4 separate regions of the Mus musculus genome follow, and all the other regions are linked to region 1. Evidence: chromatin contacts called from public promoter capture Hi-C data. All regions are on one chromosome and are shown on one strand. The core of a region is the stretch at or near the end of the contact, and the rest is flanking DNA. Distances in the headings are between cores, read along the strand shown. Region 1 holds the start of Cryl1 (crystallin, lambda 1). Region 2 holds the start of Mphosph8 (M-phase phosphoprotein 8). Region 3 holds the start of 3110083C13Rik (RIKEN cDNA 3110083C13 gene). Region 4 has its middle 19 kb from the start of Zdhhc20.

Evidence for each region. Promoter capture Hi-C pulls out the DNA fragments that hold promoters and counts their contacts. Capture Hi-C pulls out chosen DNA fragments and counts their contacts.
Region 2: a promoter capture Hi-C map of liver shows a contact between it and region 1, with 2.3 times the contacts expected there. The contact joins the promoter of Mphosph8 here to the promoter of Cryl1 in region 1. A contact is called at or near these places in 4 of 39 promoter capture datasets (embryonic stem cells, hippocampal neurons, liver and 1 more), 1 of 484 Hi-C or Micro-C datasets (uterus) and 1 of 9 other capture datasets (liver).
Region 3: a contact with region 1 is called in a promoter capture Hi-C map of pre-B cells, with 5 times the contacts expected there. The contact joins the promoter of 3110083C13Rik here to the promoter of Cryl1 in region 1. A contact is called at or near these places in 10 of 39 promoter capture datasets (the 3T3-L1 cell line, 3T3-L1-derived adipocytes, the HPC-7 cell line and 7 more), 2 of 484 Hi-C or Micro-C datasets (CD4 T cells and CD8 T cells), 1 of 115 datasets of contacts at active chromatin or transcription factors (memory CD8 T cells) and 1 of 9 other capture datasets (adipose tissue).
Region 4: a contact with region 1 is called in a promoter capture Hi-C map of hematopoietic stem and progenitor cells, with 5 times the contacts expected there. The contact joins the enhancer-like site here to the promoter of Cryl1 in region 1. A contact is called at or near these places in 10 of 39 promoter capture datasets (the 3T3-L1 cell line, 3T3-L1-derived adipocytes, the HPC-7 cell line and 7 more), 1 of 15 datasets of contacts at CTCF or cohesin (large pre-B cells), 2 of 484 Hi-C or Micro-C datasets (B cells and muscle stem cells), 2 of 115 datasets of contacts at active chromatin or transcription factors (embryonic basal ganglia and pro-B cells) and 2 of 9 other capture datasets (embryonic stem cells and liver).

Annotation. Positions count from the first base shown.
Region 1 is chr14:57,394,074-57,401,265 of GRCm38.p6, reverse strand. Cryl1 (crystallin, lambda 1) reads left to right here and starts at 2,783. Exons shown (of 8, transcript NM_030004.3): 1 at 2,783-2,858. The coding sequence starts at 2,818.
Region 2 is chr14:56,664,865-56,672,056 of GRCm38.p6, reverse strand. It overlaps Mphosph8 (M-phase phosphoprotein 8), which reads right to left and starts at 3,809. Exons shown (of 14, transcript NM_023773.2): 1 at 3,493-3,809. The coding sequence starts at 3,705. It also overlaps the pseudogene Gm4032.
Region 3 is chr14:57,996,844-58,004,035 of GRCm38.p6, reverse strand. 3110083C13Rik (RIKEN cDNA 3110083C13 gene) reads right to left here and starts at 4,724. Exons shown (of 2, transcript NR_166770.1): 1 at 4,574-4,724; 2 at 331-1,056. It overlaps Micu2 (mitochondrial calcium uptake 2), which reads left to right and starts at 4,774. Exons shown (of 12, transcript NM_028643.3): 1 at 4,774-5,006. The coding sequence starts at 4,797.
Region 4 is chr14:57,905,983-57,913,174 of GRCm38.p6, reverse strand. No RefSeq gene overlaps it. Among named protein-coding and RNA genes, the nearest start is that of Zdhhc20, 19 kb to the right of the region's middle. Within about 2 kb of position 2,499, at least 286 of the 459 cell types and tissues checked have an H3K27ac peak or open chromatin away from gene starts, as enhancers often do. A contact at or near this core is called in B cells, the HPC-7 cell line, embryonic stem cells and 6 more, where this site is marked.

The DNA.
Region 1 (7,192 bases), core at 1,534-4,033:
TTGATCACTACTAGGAAGCTGGTTGAGCCCCCTCCCTTTGGGTTGTATGGCAGCATCATTGTGCAGGAATATCTCATTAAATCACTGGCTATTGATGGGTAAGTCGATCTTGAACCACCCTGCACCCTCACGAAGAACCTGATAGTGAGGTTAGAAGTTCCTATTCTCTAGCTTTAAGATTCATTCCCCTGACAGTGGTCCCTACCCTGAGGAGGCCTTCCCAAGTCACTCACTAACTAAACTCAGGTGTGGACAAAAAGGCCGTGCTCTGAATAGTGTGAGGTGTTCCTTTCACCCAGAGTTCCCAAGCTCAGGTTATAGTGAGGCTTTTAGGAGCTCGGCAGCAGCTCCCCTGAGTTGTCAGTTTTCTCTTGCCATAACACACATTGGAAGCTAGGCTTTCTACGGAGGATGTATGTTACCTCACAGTACGGGAAGCTACCAGTCCAAGATCAGTGACCTCCATTTTGGCCACTGCTGGGTGTTCCTTGGCTGCACAACACAATGAAGAAGGAATTAAAAATAGCTGCATGGAGATGCATGTGGTAGGTTAGCCTTATTTATACTAATTCGCTTGGTGACAACTAACTAGGGTCGCCCAGCACTACATTAAGTTGGGGAATATGTACCCAATGACCTAATCGGGTCTCTCCATCTCCCCTGGGACCCTTCCCCCTGCTTCTTTCCCTCTTGTCTCCAGCTCAGTATTTGACTATGAATGATCTTGAGTTGGTACTTTTGATCCTGAGCTGTGGCAGATGCTCTCCCAAATGACTTACTGTGACCTTGAAATGATCCATAAGAGGTAGCTACTGGCAACCATGCTAATCAAACCTATTATAAGTACACGAGCCCTTTATTAATTGCTAGACCAACGTGGGCTCATGACTCCAAAATGTCTCTTGATGTTCAAGCTCAGGGGCATGGTGTTTTTAAAAACAAAAACCACAATTGCACTAGTGCTAGAGGTAGGGTTCACATTAGTGAGGAATTTGGGGTGTCCTAGTAACATCTAAGTTTTCTTGTAAAACTCAGCAGTATTTTTTAGACACTACTTCTTTTTTATTTATACACCCTCTTAGTTGGTTTAGCTTTAGCTTGTGCAAACATTAATTATTTTGGTTAATATGCCTGGACCATGGTCAGGATCATGCACTGAAAATAAGCATTGCCAAGGCAGATACGGCTTTTGCAGGATTGAAGATGGAGGAGTGTCTAGGCAGACACAAAATAGGATAAGGTGGCATTCATAACCTTAGTCATTTGACCTTCTTCTTCAGAAAGGAAGAGACAGTTTAAAGCTGCCTTAGGTTTGTAAGAAAATATGTCTTAGTTAGAGTTTCTATTACTTCAACAAAACACCATGACCAAAAAGCAAGTTGGGGAGGAAAAGGTTTAGTCTTGCAGTTTGTCACCGAAGGAAGTCAGGTCAGGGACTCAAGCAGGGCAGGAACCCGAAGGCAGGAACTGATGCAGGGGCTATATAGGGAGCTGCCTACTGGCCATCCACAATGGGCCCTCCCCTCTTGATCACTAGTTGAGAAAATGCCTTAAGCTGGATCTCATGGAGGCATCTCCTCAACTGAGCAGCCTTCCTCTCTGATGACTCCAGCTTGTGTCAAGATGACACAAAACCAGTCAGTACACTCTCCCTTGCAGAGAGGGACTGGCCATCAGTGTAATTTGGCCGATCTGATGGGTAAAAGGTGTTTTCCTCGTGCCACTTTTCATCTCATTTAAACGGGGCTCGGCATCTTCAAATGTTTATTGATAATTTGTGGAACTGTTTAAAAACCTGACTGCCTCAGAGGTTTCTCTTTCCGAATCCCTGACAAGGTGGTGGGAATAAGGCAAGTGTCTACTCTCCTGAATCTGTCAGTGTGAGTGTGTTCTGATTTCAGCTTTTCCCAAACTGCTGGCCTCAAAGTGTTTCCACTTCCGATTGTGGGCACAAAACTTGTGTCATGCAGTGTAATGCCTCTCGTTCTCTGGTCTCAGACCCAAGTGTAATCAGGGCACTAGCCTTTTTTTTTTTTTTTTTTTTTTTTGCAACAGGGTCTTGCTGTCTCTGAATGTAGCCTGGCTGGAACTCCCGGTTCAGCCTCCCAGGTTTTGCGAGAGCAGGTGCATTCCATCACGCCCTGCTTGGTTTTTCTTTTTCTTTTCCTAACACATTTGGCACTGCACGCCTCTGGAAGGAGGAAGTAAGGCACACAGAAGCTGTGGTACGCTACAAGGAATTCAAATTCGTCCTTCCGTTTCTCAGAGTAACATATCCGGAGTTTCCATTTGTAGCTTGTCCCTTAAGTATCCGGGCCTCCGTTCACATCAGTGAAGCCAGGCTGCAGGTATCTCACCAGACCTGGATTTCCAGTGTAGAGTAGAATGTAAACAGTGGAACAAAAGTCCTTAAAGTGACAAACTGGTGCTAACGTCTTTAAAGCAACATTTTCTTGAAAGTGTCTCTGGGGTGAACCTTTGCGCCAACCTGGCAGTATCCGCTCATGGTTTAATGGTTTCCTGTTAGAAACTTAAAAATAAAAATTGCTCAGCTCAGAAGTGTCTGGTCTTCCCTGTTTGCATCCACCGTCCCACGCTCCCCGGTGCTAGAGCCCAGTGGCCTTCCTGAAGTCTCTCCCCGAGGGCTCCGCCTCTCCTGCGCCTTGGCCCCTCCCCGGAGCTTGTCAGCCAATGGGATAGTCCTCATGAGGTTTGGGCACGCCCACCCAGGCGCCCAGCCTTATTCTGGCGCGCGACCCGCTCTGCTTTGCTCGCTCCCTCCGCTAACGCAGCTGTACAGCCAGGCCCGGATCTGCCATGGCGTCCCCAGCAGCGGGCGGGGTGGTGATCGTAGGCAGGTAAAGGTCTCAGTGGCGCCGTGCTGCAATGGCTGGCGCCCTGGCAGCGTCCCGAACGCGGGACCTCCCGCGGGCGGCCGTGGGTGCCTCGGGTGGGCATCAGGCTGTACCTCGCTCCTCCAGGCGCTTCGCACTTGGGCTCCGAAGCTAGTCTGGCAGTAGACTAGGTGGTGGCCGTGGCTTAGCCAAGCAGTAAGGAGAGCCTTAAATCGGTGCGGGGTCACTTTTGTCAGCGCAGGCCAGAGGTGCCTGGCATCATTGAATACTAGCAATGAACCTGCGAAAACTGTGTTCTTATGCTTTTGAGACGGAGGTCTTGTGTAGCTCATCCTGGCCTCAAAATTTCTAGGTTAGCTGAGGCTATCCTTGAACTCTTGATCCTCCTGCCAAATACCCCAGCGTGAAAGCAGCTTATTCTTATTAAGAACGCAGACAAGAGTTTTACCAAGATGATAGTAACTAACGGATAACTATTGGCCTGGGTTGGCAAGGAGGCTGGTTCGCATGCACCACTGGGCTAGGCTAAATCTCTCGAGGCAGAAACCTTGTCAGTCAAGGCACCCTGCTTTCCTGTGTGTATGTGTCCCAAGGCAGGAGGCTGAGTCACTTTAACAGCCCAAGTTCATCTGACACACCAATTTCTGTTCTCATGATTCCCCTTTCTCCTTATTGCTTCTTTTTTTAAAAAATAAGAACGCTTAGAATATCTTTCATTGCCTAGCTGTCTGAAAGTCTATCAACGTGTAGCAACACATAATAACTAGTATTGGTTGGTAGCTATTAAAGGAGTGGCTTCATGTCCCTGCTTATAGTTTTGGCTACTTGTTGTTCTGCCTGCAGACCAGTCCCAAGTTCAGGCTTTTTCCTTGAGAGTTCTTTGGAGGGAGGTGTCAGAATGCTGTTGCTATTTTCTCTCTTACAGAACTGCAGAATTAGCTGTACCTTTGTCCTTTCCCGTGGTTGCCTGTGGTTGAATGGTCAAGAAATATCAAAAGTGTGCACTTTGCTCCTGTGGTGAACTGTGCTGCCTCGCCTTCTGTGAGAGCCACTGGTGTCACGGGCTAGGTTTTTGCAGGTCTCCGTTGGGAAGTAGATCTCTGCCTGCACCTGACAGGTGTCATGTGGGATTTTGACTGGATTTTGCATTCGTCTGGCTGTGGGTGGTTCATAGACTCCCAAGGAGAGACTCAACAGTCAGTTATTTCTGAGCTCATGGACAGGGAACTAGAAGGGGGCCGGGACATCTTAAGGAGCACAAGATGACCTGAGCTATTGTTTTCTAATGTGGAAATTCTGTCTTCTGCTTACTCCCTCATCCTTCCCCGTCCTTCTTTCTCATTTGCTTATCCAGCTGTCAGTCAATCATCTATCTATCTATATTATATCTACTACCTATCTTCTACCATCTTATCTCATCTCTATCAACTTTATTTCTGTCCTATCACTGACCGTCTCTATCTTTCAGGGCCCCATGGGTGACTCATGGGAATATCCGTTTTAACTGATGGCGCCCAGAATGTAAATCAATGCCTTAATACCTGGATGAAGAGCTTGGCCGGGCTGCTCCCTTGCGCACCTGCACGCCTGTAATCCTAGGAAGGTGGAGATGGGAGGATCTCAAGTTCCAGGCCAACCTGGGCAAGAATCTCAAACAAAACCAAAAACAACATAGAAATAGACCTGGCAGCGATTCACTGCTTTCTTTTGAAAGAAGTTAGACAAGTTTTTAAAAATATATTTATTTGTGTGTGTGTGTGTGTGTGTGTGTGTGTAGGTATATGTAGTATGAGTAGAGATCAAAAAACAACCTTGTGGAGTTGGTTTTCTCCATACCCTTATGTGGGGCCTGGGGATCAAACTCAGATTAGGTCCCTAGGTTTTCATGGCAAACACCTTTACACCCCAGGCCTCTCCCTGGGCTGTTCTTCCTCTTCTATCCCTCTATCTTGTTCCCTCTCACTCCTTCCCTCTCTCCCTTTCTTCCCCTTCTTCTTGAAGTGTGAGGATTAAACTCAGGGCCCTGCAAGTGTGGGTAAGTTTCTTATTGACCTATACCCTAGGTCATTTTTACCCCATCTGATATAGGACCTTACTATGTAGCCTAGGCTGGCCTGGTTCTCCTGTTTCAGCCCTCTAAAAGTGCCAGAACTATAAAAATGTGTCAGGTTACTGGCTCACTGTAAGTGTGTGTGTGTGTGTGTGTGTGTGTGTGTGTGTGTGTGTGTGTGGCAGGGTTCATGTAGCCAAAGCTGAACTCTGATGCAAGATATTTAATCTTATTGTGAACGCCAAGATTGTGTTATTTACTGAAAAAAAGCTGTTTCTAGTTGTGGTGTAGCTCAGCCTTAGCCCACACCTCTTATCCCTCGGGCTGGAATACAGACAGACCTTTACTACACACCTTTAAACCCAAACAATGAAAGTAAAGTAGTTTGTAGAAGGAGGCACTCATGTTTGAAAGTGATGTCTAATTGAGTGGCAGACAGAATGATGAACCAGAGAAAGATCTGACAGACTAGGATACGTCTAACTCTCCTGAGAAGAGAAAGGAGAAGGAAGCTACTGGAGAGACAGTGCAGAGAGAGAGGGGCAGTTTTACAGGGAGAGTTTTACAGAAGAAAGTTGGAGAACAAGGTAGACACAGGTGAAGACAGAATGAGCCAGAAGATTAGAACAGAGGGCCTGAGTTAGTTGCAGGCGTAGCCGAGTAATTAAGGAGAAACTGGATGGAACCAGTCAGCCTGGAGAGGAGTTTGAGCCAGGACAGCTGAGGTGAGCCAGCCAATCAGAGCTCAGAAAGAACTAGAAAGTTGTGAGCTTATTTAGCAGCAAGTTTCAGAGGCTGAAAGCATTCTAAGCCTAGAGTAGCTAGAAGGTTCTAGGCCTAGGCCTAGGTTAGCAGATGGAGGCAGTAAGCCTCAGAGACAACAACAGCAGGAGAATATGAGTTACTGTTATAGACTCCTAATTCCCATGTCACAGAGGGTGTCCTTCTGCCTCAGTCTCTCCCCAAGTCCCCTCAGTGTTGGGATTACAGAACATACCCATCTAGAAATTTGCCCTTGATTTAAGTATTTTCTATTGCTCTTTCCACCAAGGCTACTTTTCCTTAGGACCATTTAACCCTGTGAGCTTCTGGGCAGGTTGTTTTAAAATGGCAGAGAAGAGTAGACTTATGGGGACTAAGGATGGAGGACAAACCCCCCCCCCCGAAAAAAAAAAAACAAACAAACCAAAACCAAACCTCACGGTCTGAGGATGTAGGAGCGAAAGATAGAAAACCAGGAAGTGACAACTTGAGTAACTGGGATAGAGATGAGGACAGAGGGGCATTTGAGTGGTGTTCTCAGGCTGTCACTGTCACATCATCTTTACACAACTGTTTCCCAGTCACTGGGACCATCATTACCCACTGTTCTGTGGTGGCAAACCTATTCTAGACTTGAGCTTGTTTAGGACAGTTGGGGAGGGTGGGTGTGGGCAAGGAGGGCAGGGTTTAAAGCTAAGCACTGCATATCCTGGTGCTGGACCTGCCTTTACTCGAACCCTCTTCTCACCAGACATAGGATTTAGTCCTCAGCTCGGGGTTGGTCTTCTCTAAGATAAAACTTCTGGCTTCTGGAAGCTTCTACGTGCTGATACTGTCTTGCCCACATTAGCATTTTAATCCATATCTACTCCCCCTGGTCCCAATCGACAGGTGTTCGAATGTTTCCTATAGAGATAGCCCTACATATGTGAAGGCCTTGGAGGACGTTGTTTGATATTTGTCTATGTTAGGGTTGCTATTACTGTGATGAGACACCATGACTAAAGCAACTTGGGAAGGAAAGGGTTTATCTCTGATTACACTTCCAGGTGGCCGTCCACAAGGAAGGAGCTCAAAACAGGCCAGGAACTTGGAGGCAGGAGCTGAGGCAGAGGCCATTGAGGGGTGTTGCTTACTGGCTTGCTCCTTATTGTCTGGTCAGCCATATGCTTTTTTATAGAGCTCAGGACCTCTAGCCCAGGGATGGCACCACCCATAATGGGCTGGGCCTTCTCATATTAATCACCAATTAAGAGAATGCCCCCCAAGCTGGCCTACAGCAGGATCTTCTGGAGACATTTTCTCAGTTGAGGCTCCCTCTCTGAAGGCTCCAGCTTGTGCCAAGTTGACATAAAACTAGCCAGTACAATATTAAAGAGGAGATTTATATTCTGGAATATTCCTCTTTAATAAGATTCCAGAATTTTGCTTTGGGGCAATTGTAATTTAATATAACATGAATTATTTGAGAATTTTATAAAATGAATTTTGATCATATTCACCTTCTATGTCCACCTCTCCACAC
Region 2 (7,192 bases), core at 2,560-5,059, 730 kb after region 1:
TGTACTCTTAAAATAGCAACGAAAAACTGGCAAGGCACTGGATGATATTTAGTAAATGGAGATTATTCTATCATATAAGCAACACTGTTTAGATTTTTTTCTTTACTTTTTTTTTTTTTTTTTTTTTTTAGTTTTTTTTGAGACAGGGTTTTTGTCTGTGCAGCAACATGCCTGAGTGCTGGGATTAAAAGTGAGCAACACCTAGCTAGCTTGTTTAGATTTTTTTTAAAAAAGTAAAGCAGAGGTACACTTGTACTTCTCTGACAATGTTATTCTCAAGCAGAGGTGGAATTTAAAGGGGGCTGGAGAGCAGCACAATGCTTAACAGGGAAAGGGGCTTCAGGCATAAACCTGATAACTGAGAGGTAAGAGCCCCAGATAACACACTGAAAGACAGGACTGACAAAATGGCAGCTGGGGACAGGAGACATACATAGCTTAACAGTTAAGAGCCCTTTTGAATGCCAGCACCATGAGGCAGCTCACTACCAGGTGCAGCATCAGAGGAGATCCACCTCTTCTGGTCTCTAAAGCCACAAACACATACAAATAAATCTTTAAAAATAAAATCAAGTGTGCTGCTGGGTATGGTGTTACACAGCTACAGTCCTTTGAGAAAAAGCAGAGAAGACAGCTGTGGAATCTGAGGCAAGCCTATGCTTTATAGGCAATCCTGAGCTACACTGTGAGAACTGTCTCAAAACAACCACCACCACCACCACCACCACCAACCCTAAATACATGTACTTACTGCTCTTGAAGAGGACCTGGACCTGGGTTTGATTCCCAGTACTTACATGGAGGCTCACAATACCTGCACTTCCAGTCCTAGGGGACCTGACCTAAGTCTAAGGCACACATGTGGTGCACATACATGTACATAAAATAAAAATCTAAAGGAAAAAAATACACATGCATATATAAAGTAGGCACACGGTTCAAACAATGCTTCATGAATGGTTCATGAAATGCTTTACAAAATGCCATATGTTATCTGAATATCTACTTTCAATAGCTTAGTTAATCTTTACAATAGCCTATGGAGTAGATACTATTACTTATTCTAGTTTAATCTGAAAACTGTAGATAGAATAATTAGTCAAAAAGCTCAGCTGAGGGGCTGGTGAGATGGCTCAGTGGGTAAGAGCACCCGACTGCTCTTCCGAAGGTCCGAAGTTCAAATCCCAGCAACCACATGGTGGCTCACAACCACCCGAGATCCTGATGCCCTCTTCCGGTGTATCTGAAGACAGCTACAGTGTACTTACATTAAATAAATAAATTAATTAAAAAAAAAAAAAAAAAAAAAAAAAAGCTCAGCTGAAACTCACAGGAGAGACCTATTCACAGGAGAGTGTGCTGGTATTAAAGGAGTATGCCACTCCACCAAGCTTGACTTTTTTAAAAATTTATTTATTATTTTTCTTTAAGATATGGAGGTCATGAATTTGAAAGACAGCAAGGAGGGGTATACAGGAGGGCTTGGAGGGAGAAAAGCTGCTTACTGCTCTTAGAGAAGACCCTAAGATTCTCAGAATCCACTGCTAGCCATTCACAAGTGCAGGCTTGTGTGGATATAGGTGTGCCACTGCTGCTGGTAGACCTTAGAGGATAAACTCAGTCTTGAACTTGTCTTTCACCTTGAGACAGGGTCTGTGGTTGTTTAACACAGCACAGTAAGATAATATAGCAGGTAATTCTCCTGTCTCACCCCCCAACAGGAACACCAGGTTCACAGACTGGCAGCCAACTTTACATGGACTCTGGGGATTTGAATTCTGGCCCTACCTCTCTAGCTCCATAATAATGACAGTGAATTTCAATTATTTAACTCTCCCTTGAAAATTTTCCAGTGTCAGTAACTGCAGGAAGGTCTCAGGCTCTAAGTCAGCCTGGACTTCTGAGACCCTACCTCAAAAAGCAGGGAGTGACCAAGTGGGGTATGCAGATGCAGAGGGAGCCTGGAGCCATTGTCTCTGTGGCTAAGAGTAATTTAGGATCCATTCCCAGTACCCATGTGGCAGCTCACAACTATTTGCAATTTCAGTTCCAGGAGAACAAATGCTCTCTTCTCGGCTCACAAATGTGGCACAGACAGACATAAGGCTGAACAACCATATACATAAAAATAACAATATAGGCTAGAATTTCGTCTTTAAAAAGAAAAAAAAAATCTCTACCATCAGGCCAGGCAGTGGTGGTCTTTAATCCCAGCATCCAGGAGGCAGATGCAGGCACATTTTTGAGTTTTAAGGCCAGCCTGGTCTAAACAGAGAAATCTTGTCTCAAAAACAAAACAAAACAAAACAGGAGTTCTCAGAGAAAAGCACCACTTTAAAGAAATGTCTACCATCAAGCCAACATGGCACAGGGTAAACAGCAGTCCATTAAAAAAAAAAGTTTGTCAATGGATTAAAAATTAAGATGAAAGTTGGCATATGGCAGATAACAAATGACAGAAAATACAACAGAAACAAAACCATCGTATAGGCACGATTCCTATCTACAGCCCTTATCTTCTCCTTTCTCCAAATTCCCATTTCGTTTACTCATTCAATAATCCCACAGCCGTGAGATAGATCTCTGTGGTAAAGCTCTTGCCTTGCATTCATGAAACCCTGGGTCCAGTACACGGTATCAGATAACGGCAACAACAAAATCAGCCTTTGCTGTTACTGGACTAAGTGTCCGTGATTCAAGCATTATTATAAACCACATCCCCTGATTAAAGGAGCCCACAATCTAGAGCAGAAAAGACAAATACAGAGATAAAAGACAATGACTTAAATAGAGGTAAGAGAGTAAGGACAGAACTGAGAAAGCACCTTTTTCTGCAGAGCTCGGGTAAGGGAAGAGAGGGGAGAAAAGGTATCACAAACAGATGGATCCCAAGCCTTGGAAATACAGACTAAGAATTTCTCCCGGGGACGACATTCGCAGCAAGGAGGATGTTAAGTGTTCAAGCACGATGTGCGAAGATTGTCCTTTCAAGCTTACTCTAAATCTCTTGAGTTACACTCATAAAACGCGCAGAAAAGGGACACTTTGGGTTGGGAAACCTTTACTGTCCCGGGCACTCGGTGTGAATGGGATTTCCTGAATTTAAGCCAAGGAGCATTTTCTACTTTTAGAAAACATTGGGACAACGGTGTAGAGAATCCTCCAGTCTTTCCTAACGGAAAGCCATGGCCCTAACCGTATACCCGAATGCTGAAGGCCACAGAAGTCTCCCACCAGCTGCCTTGCATCCTACGATTCTCAACATTCCATGTCACCGCTTCGTCTCTTCTGCCAAAACAACACTTAGAACTTCCCTAAGCATCCATCCTCCACCGACTGCGGCCAGGGTCCTCTCCAGGATGTCAGTCTGCGCCTACGGACCGCCACCGTCCTCCCAAGCTGTTCCAGGCTGTTCGGCGTCCCACTCGGATTCTCCCAACCCGCCGTCCCCGCCCCGGAGACTCCCTGTCCGGCCGCTCAGCCCCCACATACTCCCTCGCACTTCATGTCCAGGATCCTCTCCACCTCGAAAACGTCCTCCCCATCCTCCTCGCTGTCCCCAACGGCCACCGTTCCTTTGGTGGCTGCGTCCTTCTCTTCGTCCCCTGCTCCAACTCCTTCGGACTCGGGAGAACGGCCAATGCTGTCGGGAACTGACATAACTAGAGCGGCCGCACTCATGCCCTCCTCAGCCGCCGCCGCCATCACAGACGCAGTGCAAAACCAACGCGAAAAACCGCCGGCGACCCACAGCGGGACAGCACCGCGCGCCTGCCGCTCCGCCCTAATCCGCTCCAGCGGCGTGACTCGACCGTGAGGCAAGCCAGCCAATTGTGGGCGCCGAGCTCTGGATTGACACACAGAACGGCCAATCACGCAAAGGCGCGCTCCCCGGCTCCCTGGGGAGTTCACGGGAAGTGGATGGGCGGGTCGACGGACTCTGAGGAAGAACGCTGCCTCAGGGAAGAGCGGAAGGGCTCCCCTGGGGAGACTGCGAGGGGCGGTCCTAGCACCTCACCTCCCAAACTCCGGTGACGCCCGCTGCCTGAGGAGACCTGTTGTTTGGATTGTCGGAAGGAGACCATGAGGATTCTGGGAAAGGGACCCCCAGTGTTAGCGAGACCCGCCTGTGCGGAATGGCTGCCCAGGAATCCTTTCGTATGGTTTTGGCTGGCTTATATGGCGTCTGCGGTCGAATCAATTACATATAGCCTATAGGGATATTTCATTTTAGTGAGTAGCGTTTATAGATAGAGAATAGGGACCCGGAGGTGGTTCAGCAGATTACGGCCCTGGTCGCCAAATATGAGGACCTGAGTTTAATTTCCAAGGGCATACATAGCGAGAGAATTCCCCCAATATGTATTCTCTTCTGTCAGGAGAAAGGCCAATCTTTACAGCAAGACACTGTATCAAGTAATAATTTATGGGATTTACTTGTTGGGCTTTGAAAGTAGTTCAGTGATAGGGCGTTTGTCTGGCAGGTGATGGTTGGAGGCTTGGTCCTAGTAGCTGAGTAAAAGTTGGTTCTCTCCTTCAAAAGATAGAGCCCAGGTTGCCTGGCTTGGCCCCATTTGGGCTATACTTAATTAATTGGATCATTCACACCTGATAAACCAAGCCAAAACCACCTATGTGTTTGTTCCCAAGTTCCCTTGCTTCTTATTGAATTGAAAATATCAGAAGCAGGTGCGGGGTTGATGCAAGAGAAACGAGTAATATTGATGCTACAAAGGAGTCACTAGGAAGCGAGCCTGCGATATGATTGGAAGAGAATTACCAGGCTTATTACAAACTCTAGGAAAGACATTTTTGTGCCAACATTGAAGTTTTGGGTTGCTGAGAAAGTTTCTGTTAACGTTAGTGCACTAAGATTGACCTCCAATTAGACTCCATTTCCACAACAAAAGGAGACAACCCTAACTTACAACCAGCCATTAAGCCTATCCACCTTATTAAAAAAAAAAAAAAAAAAAAAGCCTCTAAGGGGCAGCTCAATGGCTGAGCCCCAAGTCACACCTATCATTAAGTCCTAGTTTGCCATTAAATCCCCTGTGCCCTTGTGAGGAAAAGCCTAACTCTGCTGGTAGGTAGGCAAGAGGACCCTGAATAACAACTATTTGAAAAGAACAACACTGGTGTATATGCTTAGAAATAATTCTGACTATCTTCGCTGTGTACCTCTTGTATCTGCCTGAGTGACTAGACTTTCAGTCTCCTGTCTGTATTAAAATTGTTCCAAGAGTAACCTGCATCTGGAACCTGAAAGAGATTTCAGAATAATAGCTTATGTGGCATGTATAAGCCGAAAATGAGTGTAAGTTAGTAAAAAATCTGTTCACAACTAGCTCCTCTTTGAGCAGTATCCAGAGCCAGATTTATGGTATTATTAAAGAGCTCTCTCCTTTATTAATCTAAGTGTGTGGAGTAAGTTTCACCAGAGAGACATACTAACTTTAAAACAGGTCACATTCCTATAACCCCAGCCTTCCAAAGGCTGAGGCAGGAGAGTGAAGTCTTCAAAGCCAGACTGGTTTAAAAAACACCTTTAGATAGATTAATACATAGATATCAGATATAGATGGAAGACAACATAGACATATCAGCATACATCAGAGAATGATATAACGAAGTTATTTGTGCAGATTATGAATAAGTAACAATTGTTCTATGTGCATACAATACTGCTAGGAAACGTCACTTAAGAAAATATTTTTCTGACATTACTTCCAGCCTCCCTCTAGCCTCTTGTGTCCCCAAATTGTGTACCTTATCTCAGCTGGTCTGCCAGAGACCCCCTCAGTACAAACTGAGGTACCCCATGCAGGCCCCATTTCCACTCCAAAAAGATGAAAGAAATACTGTGAACCAGCAAAAATTCAAACTGCAGGCACAAATGCCCATTGGTGGAAAAGAAGCTTTTTGAAGAAAGAAGGAGATATTTCACAGAACAGCATGGCAGATGATAAAAAAAAAAAACCCTGCAGTTCTCCTTAAAGAAGTTAGGGGTAAACAATATCTCTGGTATGAAGAGGTGAACATGTTTACAAACCATGGAACAGTGAATCATTTTAACAACCCTAAAGTTGAGGCATTTCTGGCACTTTTACCATTACAGGCCACGCTGAGACAGAGCGGCTGACAGAAATGCTTGCCAGCATCCTAAACCAGCTGGGTGCAGACGGTCTGACTAGTTTAAGGAGACCGGCTGAAGTTCTGCCCAAACAATCTGTGGATGGAAAAGCACCACTTGCTCCTGGAGGAGGAAGAGGAGGAGGAGGAGGAAGTTCCAGATCTGGTGGAGAATTTTGATGAGGCTTCCAAGAACGAGGCACACTGAATTGAAGCAACTTCAGGAGAGGGTGACTTGCAGAAGTTACTGTAGCTGTTATTTTCTATCATGACTGCCTCTTAAAATTCTTTTGTTTATGGATCTAATAAAGTCTATATCTCTAATATTTTTAAGTCCCAAGGCTCCTGGACACCGCAGCTCTTTTTCAGCGTTTTCTTATGCCTAATTCATTCTTTGCAGAAAATTAAGCTGAAAAACCCTGAGAATAGAATTTGTAAAGGTTAATAAAAAAAAAGAAGAAAAAAAGAAAATATTTTTCTTGCTTTGAATTTCAAGTCAGTAACAAGTCTGTGGTAGGGAAATTTTTGTTTTCTGGCAATGTATTAAGCTATCTCTCAGATTCAAAGAGACTGGGACTTTTGCTGGATCTCTCGCTAGAGTTAATAATCTGATGACCTCTTCTGGCCTCCTAGGGTTCCAGACCACACACATGTATGGTCACATGGACATACACGCAGGCAAAACATAATAACATGAAACTCATAAAAGGAAAGGTGAGCAGGGGCTGACAAATCCAGAATATGAACAATTAGTTAACGTTGTTTCTTCACATCACAAGACAGAAATGAAAGGGACTTGCAGATTTATAAAAACATGGCAAATGCTTATTTACTTGTTTGGAAACAGGGTCTTGCTATGTAGCTCAGGCTAGCCTGGAACAACTTACTTCATAACCCAGCTAGCTTCAAATGCATAGCAATCCTCCTGCCTTTAGTTTCCAAATGCTAGGACTATAAGTATTTACTACTGTGCCTTGTCTTTGTTTGGGGTCTTCAAGTTGTAAATAAATATTTGTCTTTGTCCCGACCTGTGGGACAGTCAGCAGAGACTGGGGGGCAC
Region 3 (7,192 bases), core at 3,475-5,974, 600 kb before region 1:
CATGCTGGTATCAATCATGATCCCCAGATATTTTTACCCATGCCCCAAACTGCACAGAAGACATAATTAGCAATCCTTTTGACTCATCTAGGGCCTCTGGGAGTGAATCATACCCTCCACCACCCAATTATCTACCATAAACATAGTTCAACCTCCAACTATTCTAAGCAATGGTTCTTTATAACGTCCATTCAAGGACTGGTTTCTCCATTAACATTGGACTGAGCCCGACCTCTTTACTTATCTTTTAAGAATCCCCCGTATTTTTCTCCTCCACCAAAGATAATCAATCTTAATGCACATTCTTCTGTAATGCAACAGTAAACAGTCTTGCAGAATCCGATCATAATCTTTATTCATCCCGAGCATGCTAAGATCAAAGCAACACTTGACTTCATAGTTTCTTGTAAGATGTTACACAAGTACAATGCCCTCCTCAGTTAGAACTGGTTGGTTTCTCTGTTCAGGACCAGCAATTCATAGGAAGTTACATTACCAGCTGTCAGGAGTTAGGAAGATAATTTACAGAAAGTCACTGGTGAGAAAAGTCAATGTGGCCTGGGCAGGCAGCAGACAGGCATGGGGTGAAAAGTGTGCGCTGCAGAGGTCAGCCTCAGGGCTGTGAGAGGACACAAGGCCACAGTCCGAGGTGCTCACGGTCAAGAGGGCTGACAACTCTTTCCAAGAGGGCCATGTGCAGCAGGAAAACACTTCGGACTTCAGAGGCCACATGTACAGCCATGGTCATTTAAGCTGGTAATGGCATTGAGCATGGTGGCACAAGTCTGTACTGCCAGTATTCAGGAGACTCAGACAGTGGAACTGCCTTTAGGAATGTGTCATATTTTTAACTTGGGGGTGTATTTTTGCTTATGGGTGTTTTGCTTGTATGTATGTCTGGGTACCACATGTATGCTGTGCCTGCAGAGGTCAGAAGGACTGCCATGATAGAATTGTGTGAGCCATCATGCAGGTGCTGCAAATTGAACCCAGGTCCTTTGCAAAAGTGTCCAGTGCTCTTCATCACTTAGCTCTCTCTCCAGTCCTCAGTCAGATCTGTGGAATTTTTAAGTAGCACATGAATGTACACACTGTGGAAACTGTTGCATCCTGTCCATCCCACCCCACCCACTTAGGTCAACTCCAACCCAGCCCTTCTACTGCAAGCCTCATAAACATACACTCTATGTAGTCACCTTACATTTTACCCCTCACCCTTCCTCTGCATGCAGCCCAATGGTAAAGGGCCATCTGGCACTATTGTAGAATCTGCCTAGCCTTGCCAGTGGCAGGAGCAAAGCGTACCCGTGATAGTCTTTTCTGCCATATCACTTTTGTCCCTTCCCCAGAGAAAGAGCCCCGAGTGAGTGAGTTGAGAACAATATTTTCAAACCATCCATGGTACCATTCTGTTTCTCTCCAATTATCATTTTAAAACAGACTGGGTGTTACAGCTGAAGCAGCAGCAGTTCCTTATTTGGGGACTGGTTTATAAACTGCAGGGTTGAAAATACACCCCAGCTCAGGGCTTTTTCTATAGCTGGGGATGAAGAAATGAACAAAGCCAGGGCCCCAAAAGACCAATATAGTCAGCAGCTGCCAGGGACAGTTCATACTTAGAATGGTTAGCTGGCTAGAGATCGGGTCTATTAAAAGACTTGGTTTCCTCTGCAAAAGTAAAGTTTGAATCCATTAATTCTTAACTAGAAGCTTTAGGGAGCTGGACCTGGAACATGAAAACAAATTAATTACAAAGCAGTTTTCCAAGTAAGGTCAAAGATTTCCACCTTAAAGTAAAATCTGCAAATCTAACCAGGCTTTTGTTTTGAAAAAATAATTAGAGCAAAAGAGCAATAGACTGTCTGCATGTCTCCCCAGACTGAGAAATGATTTCCCCAACATCTCACCAGTGGTTTTCATACCCACTCATTTATCCACATATGTTAACTGAATGTCTAGTGTGTGCTGGACACTGTTAGGTGCCAGAAAAACAAAAGACATTCTCGACTATGAGGATGTCAAACTGTGGGGGGAAGGATGTTTTAAATATGTTGAGTGATGTAACAGGAGTATGCACCTATCTCGGACTTGGGGCCATGACAGAGTAGTAGATATGGACTCCAATAAGTAGGTGGTGGAACTATGCAAATTAGACAGCTTGAAGCAGATAAAGAAGACGCTTCTGGAAAGTGAGACTAAGCTATAAGATAAGATATCCACTGTGTCTCAACACGTAAGAGTCAGAAACCAACCACACATCAGCAATCCAGAACAACAGTATGCATGTCAAGATCCAGTAAATCTAGCAGCCGTGCGAATAAGCCTGCAGAAACACATCAGGTGAGATACAAAAAGGCAGGAAGTCTGGGCGGATTAACATGGGTTAGTGATCTGGGATCATGGGCATGTAGTCAAGCTCATTTGTGATGATGGAGCAGGAGAAAGCCAAATCTTAAGGAAGATGAATTCCCATCTGTCGAGAGTGCACCATGTGCCAGGCATTTGGCTAATCACTTCCTCTAAGTTATCCCATTTCATTTCCCATCTGAAATTGAGAGGGCTGTTTACAGATGGGAAACTGAGCCTCGGTGCCCTAAATCACAGTGATGTCAGTGGCAGGGCCGGAACACAAACAGTAAGGCCTGGCTGAGAGGTCTATGCACAGTAAGTCTGCTTACTTCCCTGCTAGGAAGGCACGGTGGAAAGGTTTTGGCACCTGGGACAAAGTGAGAAAGTTCTGACTTCACGTTAGAACATACTGGCTGGGGTGGAGCAAGCACAGACTAAGAAAGGATAATAACAATCCAGGTGGCTTCCTCTAACTTCTCAAATTAGACTTGGTATGGCAGCTTTCACTATTTCTTTATTTTTATTTCGTTAACCCATCGAAATGGCCATTGTTGTACATCAGGAGTTCTGGCACCTCTGACATGGGCATCAAACTGATACACACCCAAGTAAAGGTTCTAAGTCTGAGGCCAGGTCAGAGGTTGAACAAGGGGAAGGTTAAGTTTACTCAGTAGCGGTAAGGAAGAATTGAGGACCCCAGGCTACAGAAGCCAAGCTTTCTGCCAGGATGAAATCCTTTCTACCACCAAAAGAACATCCAGCCCTGAGGTCGTGTTCCACATCTGCCATAGAGAAGATGAGCGGGGGAGGGAAGAGGGGGCTGGTGACAGGGGCATGGAGCAGGTGTGCACCTACTGTTAGTCCCATGTGGGATCACAGCTACGAGTCAATATTTTGTAAGAACAAAATGTAAAGGAAACATACAATAAATAGCAACTGTTTACAATACAGTGGCTTTGTCTGGGAGATCTGAAGAAAATCATTGTCAGAAGTCTGGATCAGATATTGTTTAACAGAAATGAAAGACCAGGCGCTCGGGAGGAGCAGACAAACAGAGATAGGCCCTTGAAAAGTGTTGGCCAGCTTTGAAAGATTACAAAAAAAAAAAAAAAATCCAAAGAAAAATAATGGCTGTTGCTAAATGCCATGCATAGGGCCTGACAGCACTGACCTGTACATGCAAATGTTGTCAAAATGCTAACGTCCTGTACATTTTACTTCATTCAAACACCAAATTTTAGGGGCTGAGTAGACAGCTCATCAGTTAAGAGTGTTCTCTGCTCTACCAGAGCACCAGAGGTCCATTCTCAGCACCCATATCAGGCTGATCACAACTGCCTCTATCTCCAGCTACAACACCCTCTTCTGGACTCTGGGGGCACCCACCCATATGTGGCATAAATACACAGAGGCATACACATAAAAAATGAGTCTTGATAAATAAATATAAAGGGCATTTAGCTATAAAAAACGGAGATCTGTAAGGGTGAGCATGTACACATATTCTTTCCTTTTTTCCTTTTGACACAGGATTTCACTATGTAGTTATGGGTGGCCTGGAACTCACTGCGCAGACCAGAGGTCAGAAAACAACTTATAGGACTCTCTTCTCTGACTTCTAACTCAGGTAGGCAGGCTTGGCATGAAGTGCCTTTATCCACTGAACCAACTGTCTCAAGTGACTCACTATAATCAGACATGTGACATTTGGGGCAAATATAATATCGTCAATATTTTCAGCCCCTTACCCTAGCCTCTTTGAGGATGAAATTCTACTGTTGCATCAACACCCACAGTGGTTATACCCAGCACCCTCTGCCGCTTACTGTTAGAAGTGTTTCCCTCTCCAGCTCTAAATGTGCCCACTTACGACTGACATAGGCTTTCCCGAGAGAGCTAAAGATGCTATGTTTAAGTCTATCGACTGAAAAACCATGCTAAATCTAATTTGATTCCGCATTTATCATCAACACCCTTCTTAGTCCCTATTCTTAATCTAGTTTGTCCAATATATTCCACCCAGAATCTATTACCCTTCCTTTAGTCTAATTTCATGGGGGGGGGGGGGTAGAGACCAGAAGGGGGCGCTGGATGCCCTGGAGCTGGACTTATCTGTGGCCTTAAGTCTCCGGAATCCAGCTGTGGTGCTCTGGAAGGGCAGCAAGCACCCTTCACCCCTGAGCCATCCCTGCAGCCCCTTCTTGGCCCACAGTGGTGACCTGACCTGTTAGGACAGTTAACCAGCTAACTCATGTCCTTTGCCTTGGAAACTGTCACCGGAGCCGAGGGTCACCTCAAAACCACGCTTGAACGTCGAGGAAGCAGCCACACCTAGCAACACACGCGCAGAGCACGGTGGAGGGTGATGAGCTCTCGCGAGAGCCCAACTCTGTTCTCGGGCAACAGACGGTGAGGGCGGGGCGCGACGCTCGGGCGCTTCCGCAAAGATGGCGGCGGCTGCGGGAAGAAGCGCTTGGCTGGCGGCCTGGGGCGGAAGGCTGCGGCGCGGGCTCGCGGCCGGCCGACGAGCTGTGCCGACTCGCGGCCCTCTCGCAGCGGCTGTGGCCGGGGTAGCCCTGGCAGGCGCAGGAGCGGCATGGCATCACGGCCGCGTGAAAGCAGCCGCGCGCGAGGGCTCCCGAACGGTGTCGGCGCAGGTACGGCTCAGCCCGGCCCCGCCCTCAGGCACCCCTGGGAGGGGGGCGGAGGCACAGGAGACCCTAGGCGCCTGGCACGAGCCTGGAGGGCCTGGGGGGTTCCGGGAGGAGGCGGCGGGAGGCCCCGCCCGGGATGCGTGTGGGCGTGGCTGGGGCACGCCTCTGCCCACCTGGTGGATGGAGAAGGGTCCTTGACGTTTGCGGGGGCTGGGCACCCCTTAGTTAGCCTGCATCGTTAAAGAGTTCCCTGGTCGCTTCTTTGTTGAAAAGGGTGGCGTCGACCTACTGTGTGAGCCACACACCCCCCCAGTCTAGAGAATATCAACTCTAAAAGTTAAACAGCTGATAGTTGCAGATTTTATCAATTCCAATGACAGCTGTTACATAAGTCGAAACCGTAATGTTTTAGTGGACCCCGCCTACGCGGCAAAACAAGTTTTCCTAAACCTGAGCTGTCAGGATGCAAATGTTAAGTACCCTACTTCAAGATGAACCCGGTCTTGTAAAACCTTGGAAAGTTTGAATGTACTCTCTAAGATTTTTATAGAGAGAGGCATTTCAGTGTTTTGGGTTTTAGGGTTTTTAAAATTAAAAGCAGTTTTTTATTTTCCTTATTTGCTAGGTTTCTGTTACCTAGTTCTAGTGGGAAAACTCAAGCATTAAAATACAACAAAAAGAAAAGCATACCTTACAGATTAAAGGTTGGTAACTGTTTGATTATTGAACAGTTTATACAAACATTGACTCCAACCTCACACCACATCAGAGGTGGAAAAAGCTACACAAGCATTATAGACTACTTTTTAATGTTTTCTGTGATTTGTTTTCATTTTATATGTATGAGTGTTTTGCCTGCGTGTATGTGTGTACACTGAATGCAGACCTGATGCCCAAATGCCATAAGCTTGCATTGGGCCCCTAGAACTAGAGTTACAGGTGATCCTAAGGGACCACAAGAGTGCTGGGAACTGAACCTGGGCCCTCTATAAGAGCAGCAAGAGCCCTTAACCACTGAGCCATCTCTCCAGCCCCAACATTTTTGTTCATTCTATGTCAACCAAATTTATTGTTCATTATTGGTTTTTCTGTTTGCATATTCAATTCCATCCTATCCAGAACCTTAGGTTAGTCCCCCTGTGGTATTTACTTTAACATCCAAAACTACTAGTGCCTAGGATAATAAACTCATGTTTTGTTTTGTTTTGTTTTGTTTTTTGCTGGTGTTGAGTTTCCAATATAGTAGGCAAGTGTTCTACTACTGAACTACATCCCAGCCCCCCACATTTAAATTTTTGTAATATAGAGCCACCTTAGTCACAATCCATGACTTGTTATTAACTCAAAAAACTTCAGCCAGTGACTCACTCACTATCTAGGAACCAAATTTAATTCCCACCCACATTCCCTCCACAGTTTATAAGCTGATTTCACCTCCTTTGAGTTCTAAGATTTTTCTCTGGTTTCCTTTGTGTTCTGGCTCCCTTCTAGCCTGTTTCCCTTTAAATTAGTAACTTCAGCTTATCATTCACACCAATGTGGTATTTTGAGCGTTTCCTCACTTAGCCTGCTCATTTTCTTTTTAACCTTCCACCTAACTAAAGAAACCCAAACTCATTATCAATTGTTTTCTAAGTTCTGTTGACACAAGTCGGCTTGGTCTGCTCTTTGGACTAATTGAAACCCCGGCTTTTCTACTTTCACTCCTACAGTGAGCATCCCTTCCTCTACAGTGGCTGAGAACTACTGCAGTCAGCATTACTGTGTTTTGAAATCTCCCCCTCTAGGGCAGTAATTTGAATGTATTTTCCTAAAAGGGGCACCTATTAATCCTTGGACACCGTTTGGTCACATGAGTGCATACAGCTTTCTTTTATGTTTATTTACTGCATATATGTGGATCTAGTATAATAATGAGACTAGCTTTCATTTTCATTCATCACACAAAATGACTTTTCCAATAAAAATGGAGAGCTTGTGTTAATGGTGCCCTGCTCTTTTCTTTTTCCCCCTGTGGTGGTTTGTGTGGGTCAGCAGTAGACATCCAGATTATAAAGCAGCTGGCAGGTTGTAACCCATCTTTCCATCATAACTATTGAAGTCCTGTGTACCAAGGCATGCACAAGGAGTGTTAGAAAGGCAGCTTACTTAAGTCTAACAGCAGAGGGCAATTTTAATCCAATATTGTA
Region 4 (7,192 bases), core at 1,250-3,749, 510 kb before region 1:
AAAATGCATCTAATACCTCACTACAAAATGGATACTGAAGAGAAAATGAAATAGCTAAGAATGCTTTTAAAACTAATACAAATCAATTGCAATGATAATAATAATAACCTGCCAGGCAGTGGTGGCACATGCCTTTAATCCCAGCACTTGGGAGGCGGAAGCAGGGGAATTTCTGAGTTTGAGTCCAGCCTGGTCTACAAAGTGAGTTCCAGGACAGCCAGGGCTACACAGAGAAACCCTGTCTCAAAAAAAAAAAAAAAAAAAAAAAAAAAAAAAAAACAAATAATAATAATAATAAAATAACATGTAACCAGGAGTTCAGGCACAATTCTATTGGAAGTGTTCCCCAGATAAATTAACATTTCTGAAACACTCTTGGGGGACTGACCTTTAGAATATGTAACAACTTGGTAGAAAAACAAGCAAAGAGGCTGGGCACAGTCAGAGGCTTCTATAACTCCAGCTATGTGGGAAGCTGGGGGGAAGATACACTTGTGTTCAAGGGTTTGAGGCACACCTGGGCAAAAGTGAGATTCTATGTGGGAAAGGAAAAGGGAGGGGAGAAACAAGGAGAAGCAGAGGGAATGGTGGGGGGGGATAGAAACGGGAGGAGCAAAAGGAGGGGGAGGAGCAGAAGGAGGGGAGGAGCAGAAGGAGGGGAAAGAGCAGAAGGAGAGGGAGGAGCAGAAGGAGGGGAGGAGCAGAAGGAGGGGAGGAGCAGAAGGAGGGGGAGGAGCAGAAGGAGGGGAGGAGCAGAAGGAGGGGAGGAGCAGAAGAAGGGGGAGGAGCAGAAGGAGGGGGAGGAGCAGAAGGAGGGGAAGGAGCAGAAGGAGGGGAGGAGCAGAAGGAGGGGAGGAGTAGAAGGAGGGGGAGGAGCAGAAAGAGGGGGAGGAGCAGAAGGAGGGGAGGAGCAGAAGGAGGGGGAGGAGCAGAAGGAGGGGAGGAGCAGAAGGAGGGGGAGGGACAGAAAGAGGGGAAGGAGCAGAAGGAGGGGAGGAGCAGAAGGAGGGGAGGAGCAGAAGGAGGGGGAGGAGCAGAAGGAGGGGGAGGAGCAGAAGGAGGGGAGGAGCAGAAGGAGGGGGAGGGACAGAAAGAGGGGAAGGAGCAGAAGGAGGGGAGGAGCAGAAGGAGGGGAGGAGCAGAAGGAGGGAGAAGAGGGAAGAAGCAGCTGATGACTGCATTCACCTTGAGAGGGGAGAGAGCACAAAGATTGGCCTGAGTCCCCAAGAAAGCTCTGAGCAGTATACAAATTAAGACAAGACACCAACCCATACTTACCAGATTGGCAAAAAGTAGGATGTGATCTAGGAGTGTTAGCATGGACTCAGGAAACAAGATCCCTGTGTCTGCTGGCTACACACTGACAATCTTAAGGAAACTTAGAGCAAGCCTGCCTCCTGGCCAAATGTCCCCAGAGAAACATGCTAACGGTCAGAGGGTGGCTCCAAGGGCTTCCTGTCAGGACTGCCTGCACCAGTGTCCACCACTAAAGAAATAAATTGTGCCAAGGAAGATGGCACTGAGTTAGAACTGAACAGCAGGAATATAAGTCCATGTAGTAAGCTGAAGACGCAGGGGGTGAGACCTAGACCGACCACAGTTTATGTAAATCAGCAACTAGAGCTACTGACGTGGCCCAGCAGATAAAGGTGCTTGCCACCAAGCCTGACCATCTGAGTTCAAGCCCTGGAACCCACCTGGTGGGAGGATAGAATACGGTCCTACAAGTTGTCCTCTGACTGCCACATACATGTGCACTATGGATCTCTTTGAGTTCAAGGCCATCCTGGCCTACATAGAGAGCTCCAAGACAGCCAGGGCTACATAAAGAAACCCTGTCTCCAATAAATAAAACTTCAAGAGCCTATGAGATAGTTCAGTGACTAAAGGCACTTGCTGTCAAGGCTGATGACCTGATTTCAGTCCTCGGGACCCACATATTGGAAAGAAAGAACTTGACTCCCAAAAGTTGCCTTGTAATCTCCACATGGCCCTCGCACCCATAAATAAGTAAAAATAAATACATAAATAAAATCTTAATTTAAATTACTTTTTAATGTAGGCACATTAAGAATCATCATAAGAAAGAATACATGTTCTCAAAATGTGGAGTTCAAATTGACAGTACAACCTCAGCCGGGCGTTGGTGGCGCACGCCTTTAATTCCAGCACTCTGGCGGATTTCTGAGTTCGAGGCCAGCCTGGTCTGCAGAGTGGGTTCCAGGACAGCCAGGGCTATACAGAGAAACCCTGTCTCGAAAAAAAAAGAGAGAGAGCGTGACACAGTACAACCTCGTCAGCACCGTAGGATAATTGAGACAAAAAGAGAAAAGTGATCGCAGTCTCAGTGCGGACGCTTTCAAAGAAATAGAATTCAACACGAAAGTCCCACAAGATGGCGCCCTTGCATCCCAAAACCATGCCCAGGCACCCGCACGGAAGAAGGTAGGAGCAAGGCAAGGACTGTCTCAAAGGCCAGTCTGAAAGAAAACACTGCAGGCAGCATGAACTGCCACGCCCTGGTGAGTATTCAGAAGACTGCGCCTGCTGCCCGCTGGTTGGCGACGGGCTGTATTTGAAGAGGAAGGAAATGAAGCCCGGGGCAGTTCCTTCCGAGTCTTCACCACCAGAGCTTTTCTGATGGCGGTGTGCCTTTGTTTTGGTGGAATCGATCCTCCTTCCACGAGAGTGAAGTGAGAGATGACGTTTTTTTGCTTACAGCATTCGGGTTTGCAGAGGATTTGTGAGAAGTATTTGATGGTGAGAAAAACACTAATTCTAAGGCCCAGAAAAAGACAAACTATGACTATTTTCTCCTCAAATATATTGAGTCATAATTTTATCAACTATCATTACAGCATCATTTCAGAGACTAAAATCTGGAAATCACATAAATATCCAGCACCATGAAGAGGGATAAGTAGATTATATGATTGAATTCTTGGCGACCACTTCAAGTGTGAGAGGGTATGCTGGGCTAGTCTTCTGTTAACTTGACACAAGCTTGAGTCACCTGAAAGAAGGGAGCCGCAATTGAGAAAATGCCTCCTTAAGATCCAGCTTTAAGGGTGTTTTGTCAATTAATGATCATGGAGGAGTATCAGGCCCATGTGTGTGGTGCTGTCCCTGGGCAGGTGATCCTGGGTTCTATAAGAAAGCAGACTGAGAAGTCAGTAAGCAGAACCCTCCATGGCCTCTGCATCAGCTCCTGCCTCCAGGTTCCTGCCCTGTCTGAGTTCCAAACCTGACATCCTTTGGTGACGAACAGCAGTGTGGAAGTATAAGCTGAATAAACCCTTTCCTCCCCAGCTTGCTTTTGGTCATGGTGTTTCATTGCAGCAATAGAAACCCTAATTAAGACAGTGTATAAATTAAGTTGCAGGATCCTGCAGATGGAAAAGGGATTGTCTCACTGTTCCAGCCTCCTTTTTCCATACACACTGGGCTCTATGATGCTAGGCAGCGACCTGGGGATGCTGGTTGCCTTTACCTGCTGGCTGGCAGCATCCTGACCTCTGCCCACAGTGAGCAGTACAAGGGAGGCTTCAAGCCTGGGGTTGGAAAACAAGCCCTGTGATATCTCCAGTCTCGGCCTGCATCCCTGCATCATCCCTGCAGTACCAGTCTCTGGCTGCTTTTTTTTTTTTTTTTTTTTTTTTTTTTTTTTTTTGGCAAGCCTAGAACCAACTCCATTGTTTGTGCTCTCCGAAGCCCCACTAGCCTTTTCCTCTGGGCATCCTTTCCTAATCGCGTAGGACTGACTGTTCCTTCAAGCCTCTAGACTACAATAACTCCAACCTCTTGCCTTTATGCTCAGGCCGTGAACATGATAGTTGCTTCCAGCAGGGATTTCTCTGTGTTACTCCAGTGCTCTCTCTGGTTAAAATTCCCTAATACCTATTTCAAACACTTCTTTTTCTTTAATCAAATTTTCTGTTATGCTTTTTAAATTAATTTATTTATTGTATGTGCACCGGTGTTTTGCCTGCGTGTGCGTCTGTGTTGGATTCTGGAGTTACAGACAGCTGTGAGCTGCAGTATGGGTGCTGAAAATTGAACCCAGGTCCTCTGGAAGAACAGCCAGTGCCCTTAACCAATGAGCCCTCTCTCCAGCTCTGCTGTTACAATACTTAATGTGGAGTATGATAAAATGACCCTGAGCCAGGAAATAAAAATAGATGCCTATCTAGAGGGAGGACTGTCTTAGTTACTCTTCTATTTCTGTGATAAGACACCATCACCAAGGCAAATTGCAAAGAGAAACGCTTATTTGGGGCTTAAACTGCCATAGGGTTAGAGCTTATGACCACCGTGGTGTGAAGCACGGCAGCAGGCAGGCAGGCATGGCATTGGAACAGTAGCTGAGAGCTCTCATCTTGAGACACAACCATGAAGAAGGGAGAAAGAAAACATTCAGAATGGGCTAGCTTTTGAACCTCAAAGCCAGACCCTAGCAACACACTTAGTTTAATAAGACCATGCCCCCTAGTCATTTCCAAATAGTTCCAGGAGCATTTGAGGACCATTCTCATTCAAACCGCCACCCAGAGAACAAAGGCCACAGTTCATTTCCTTCCTCTTCCTTCACCCAACAGCAGCTGCTTCTGAGCACTTGTAAACATTCACCAGGGTGTGGCAAGTCTAAAGACTTGGTGCTGTGAATTCTGTGTGAAAGAATTTTTTATTTTGTTTTTGTTCGTTTGTTGAGAGGGTCTGTGTAGCCCTAACTGTCCTAGAACACACTCTTGTAGACCAGGCTTTGAACTCTCGGGTCTGCCTGCCTCTTGTCTTCTGAGTACTGGGATTAAATGTGCATGCCACCATGCCCAGCTACTTATTTCATACCAAGCCTACCCATATATACATGTATTATGCATAAAATTTCACTTAATCCCCATAACAAATGCTATGAAAATGGCACTCGTTATATAGTAGCAGAACCTAGTCTGAGGATAATAGACAAAATCTACAACATCCATTGTTAATGAAAGATGAAATGGAGACTTGAACCCAAATATCTGATTCTACAATCTGTATTTTCCCTACTAAACCCTTAAAGACCTTGTTATGGTCTGGATGCCATTTGACATCCCCAAAAATGCATGATTGAAGCTTGGCCCCCAGTGGAGTGATGTTTAAAGGTGGTTGTGGGGCATTGGACTATGCACAGACAACCTGGTTTCCGGTCAAGGCTAGATGTTGAACCCCTGGACCCGGTGGTGATAATTCACCTACATGAGATGGAAGGAGTTCTCTCATGTCTCCTAGAACCCTGCCTCCTGTCCAAGTTACTGCCCCTTCAGCCCCCACAAGAGAAGCATGGTTAGTAGTCACGTAGACAATGTCCCAAGCTTCTGACCTTCAGGCTAGACTCCTCCCCAGTTACTAGCAACAGAAAAGATAACAGCATACTATAAGAGGGCCTGCTTGGCCTCACCTCACTCTCTTACTCCTCTTATATTTATACTCTTCTTACTTTCTCCTTTCCTCTCCTTTCTCTTCTCTCTCACTCTCTTCCTCTCTCTCCTTCTTACTTTCTAGCCTTTCTTCTTTCTCTCTCCTTTCCCCTTTCTCCTCTTGGCCATGGCCGGTCTCTCTCTCTCTTACCTTTTCTCTTTCTCCCTGCCTTTCTACAATAAAGCTCTAAAACCACAGACTGTCTCTGTTCATCAAGGCCCGCTGTGCAGACTCTCGCCTGTATGGGAACCTCTCCCTCTATGCCCTCTTTCCCATAACTCCAGGGCTACAGGGTGTTGCCCCCAGGGAACCCAGTCAGGGAATGCCCCTTGTCCACCCCCCATCAAGAGGGGTCAGTGGTTTAGATGACCACCCGGGACCGAGTGGAAAGCATCTGACAGCCCTCCCACGTCTGCCTGCCCAGAGCATAGGAGGAATTCTGGCAGGACATGGGCTATCCTCCCTTGTCCTCCCTCCCCTGCCCCCTTTAGTTCCCACAGGTGGTAGGATTTGGAAGAACTGGGACTAACTGGAGAAAGCTAGGTCACTGAGTTGAGGTGGGGTGCTGGGGCCTTCAGAAAGGACTAAAATACTCTCGTGGCTCCTTGATGGAGTCCTTATGAAGGTGAATAGTTAGAAGACAGTGTGTCTAGAGTTTAAATCACTCTCTCCCTTTCATATGCATTCCTTCCATGATGCCCTCTGCAATGATGTAGCTAGAACTATCCCTGGGCTCCCCAGTTTCCAAGACTGAAGCCTCCAGCTTCTTATGCCTCATCAGTACGCCAACTGAAAACCTGAACACAGAGTTCAAAGTCAATTTAACCTTAACTGTGTTCTGGGGATGGGAATGAAGCTTAATGGTAGAGTACTTGCTTTGCATGTTCAAGGCCTTGGGTTCCACTACCAGCACCACAAGCAACAGCAAACCCCACCACTTTCTCTGGCATAGTTCAATCTCTAGTCACAAATGTCTCTTCTATTTGAAAATGTAGAGTAAGCATAACAGCATTCTAATAACACAATGGAGGGCACTGGTTCTAGCTTCATTTCTGTTGCTGTGATAAAATGACCTGGAAAAAAAAACAACAACTCAGGGGAGGAAGAGTTTATATATGCGCACAATTCCATGTTCCAGACCATGTCAGGGAAGTCACCGGTTCACATCACATCCACAGTCAAAGGTAAAGAGAGATGAGTGCATGCATGCTGCTGCTTGATTGATTGTGTTTAGCTCCACTTCTCCCCTCTTACTCAGTCAGGGCCCCATGCCTAGGAAATGGTGCTGCCCATAGTGAGCTGGGTCTTCCCACATAAATTAAGGTCTTCATAGGCATGCTCACAAGCCAGTCCCATCTAGCAGTTACTCAGAGACTATCGTTTATATATCAAGATGATAATTAAATCTAACCATCGTATGCAAGACCTCGATGATTGAAATCATAAGATTAAAATTTTTCATAAGGAAAGCATGGACCTCCTTAATTCCATATCACTTATAAATGTACATGCATTATTCAATCAATGACTATCGTATGGTATCTTTTATGTGCCTGACATTGTGCTAGGCTCACAGCGGTAAACAAATCAGGTGTAATTCCTTCTTCAGAATCTTATGATCTAAGGAGGAAACTATTTTTAACTGAGTCATTACATACAACAGAGTATGTATCCCACCTAAGTGTCCCCCAAAGGGAGTTAGCATAGACAAGAATATAGAGCTACTTGGGCGTTT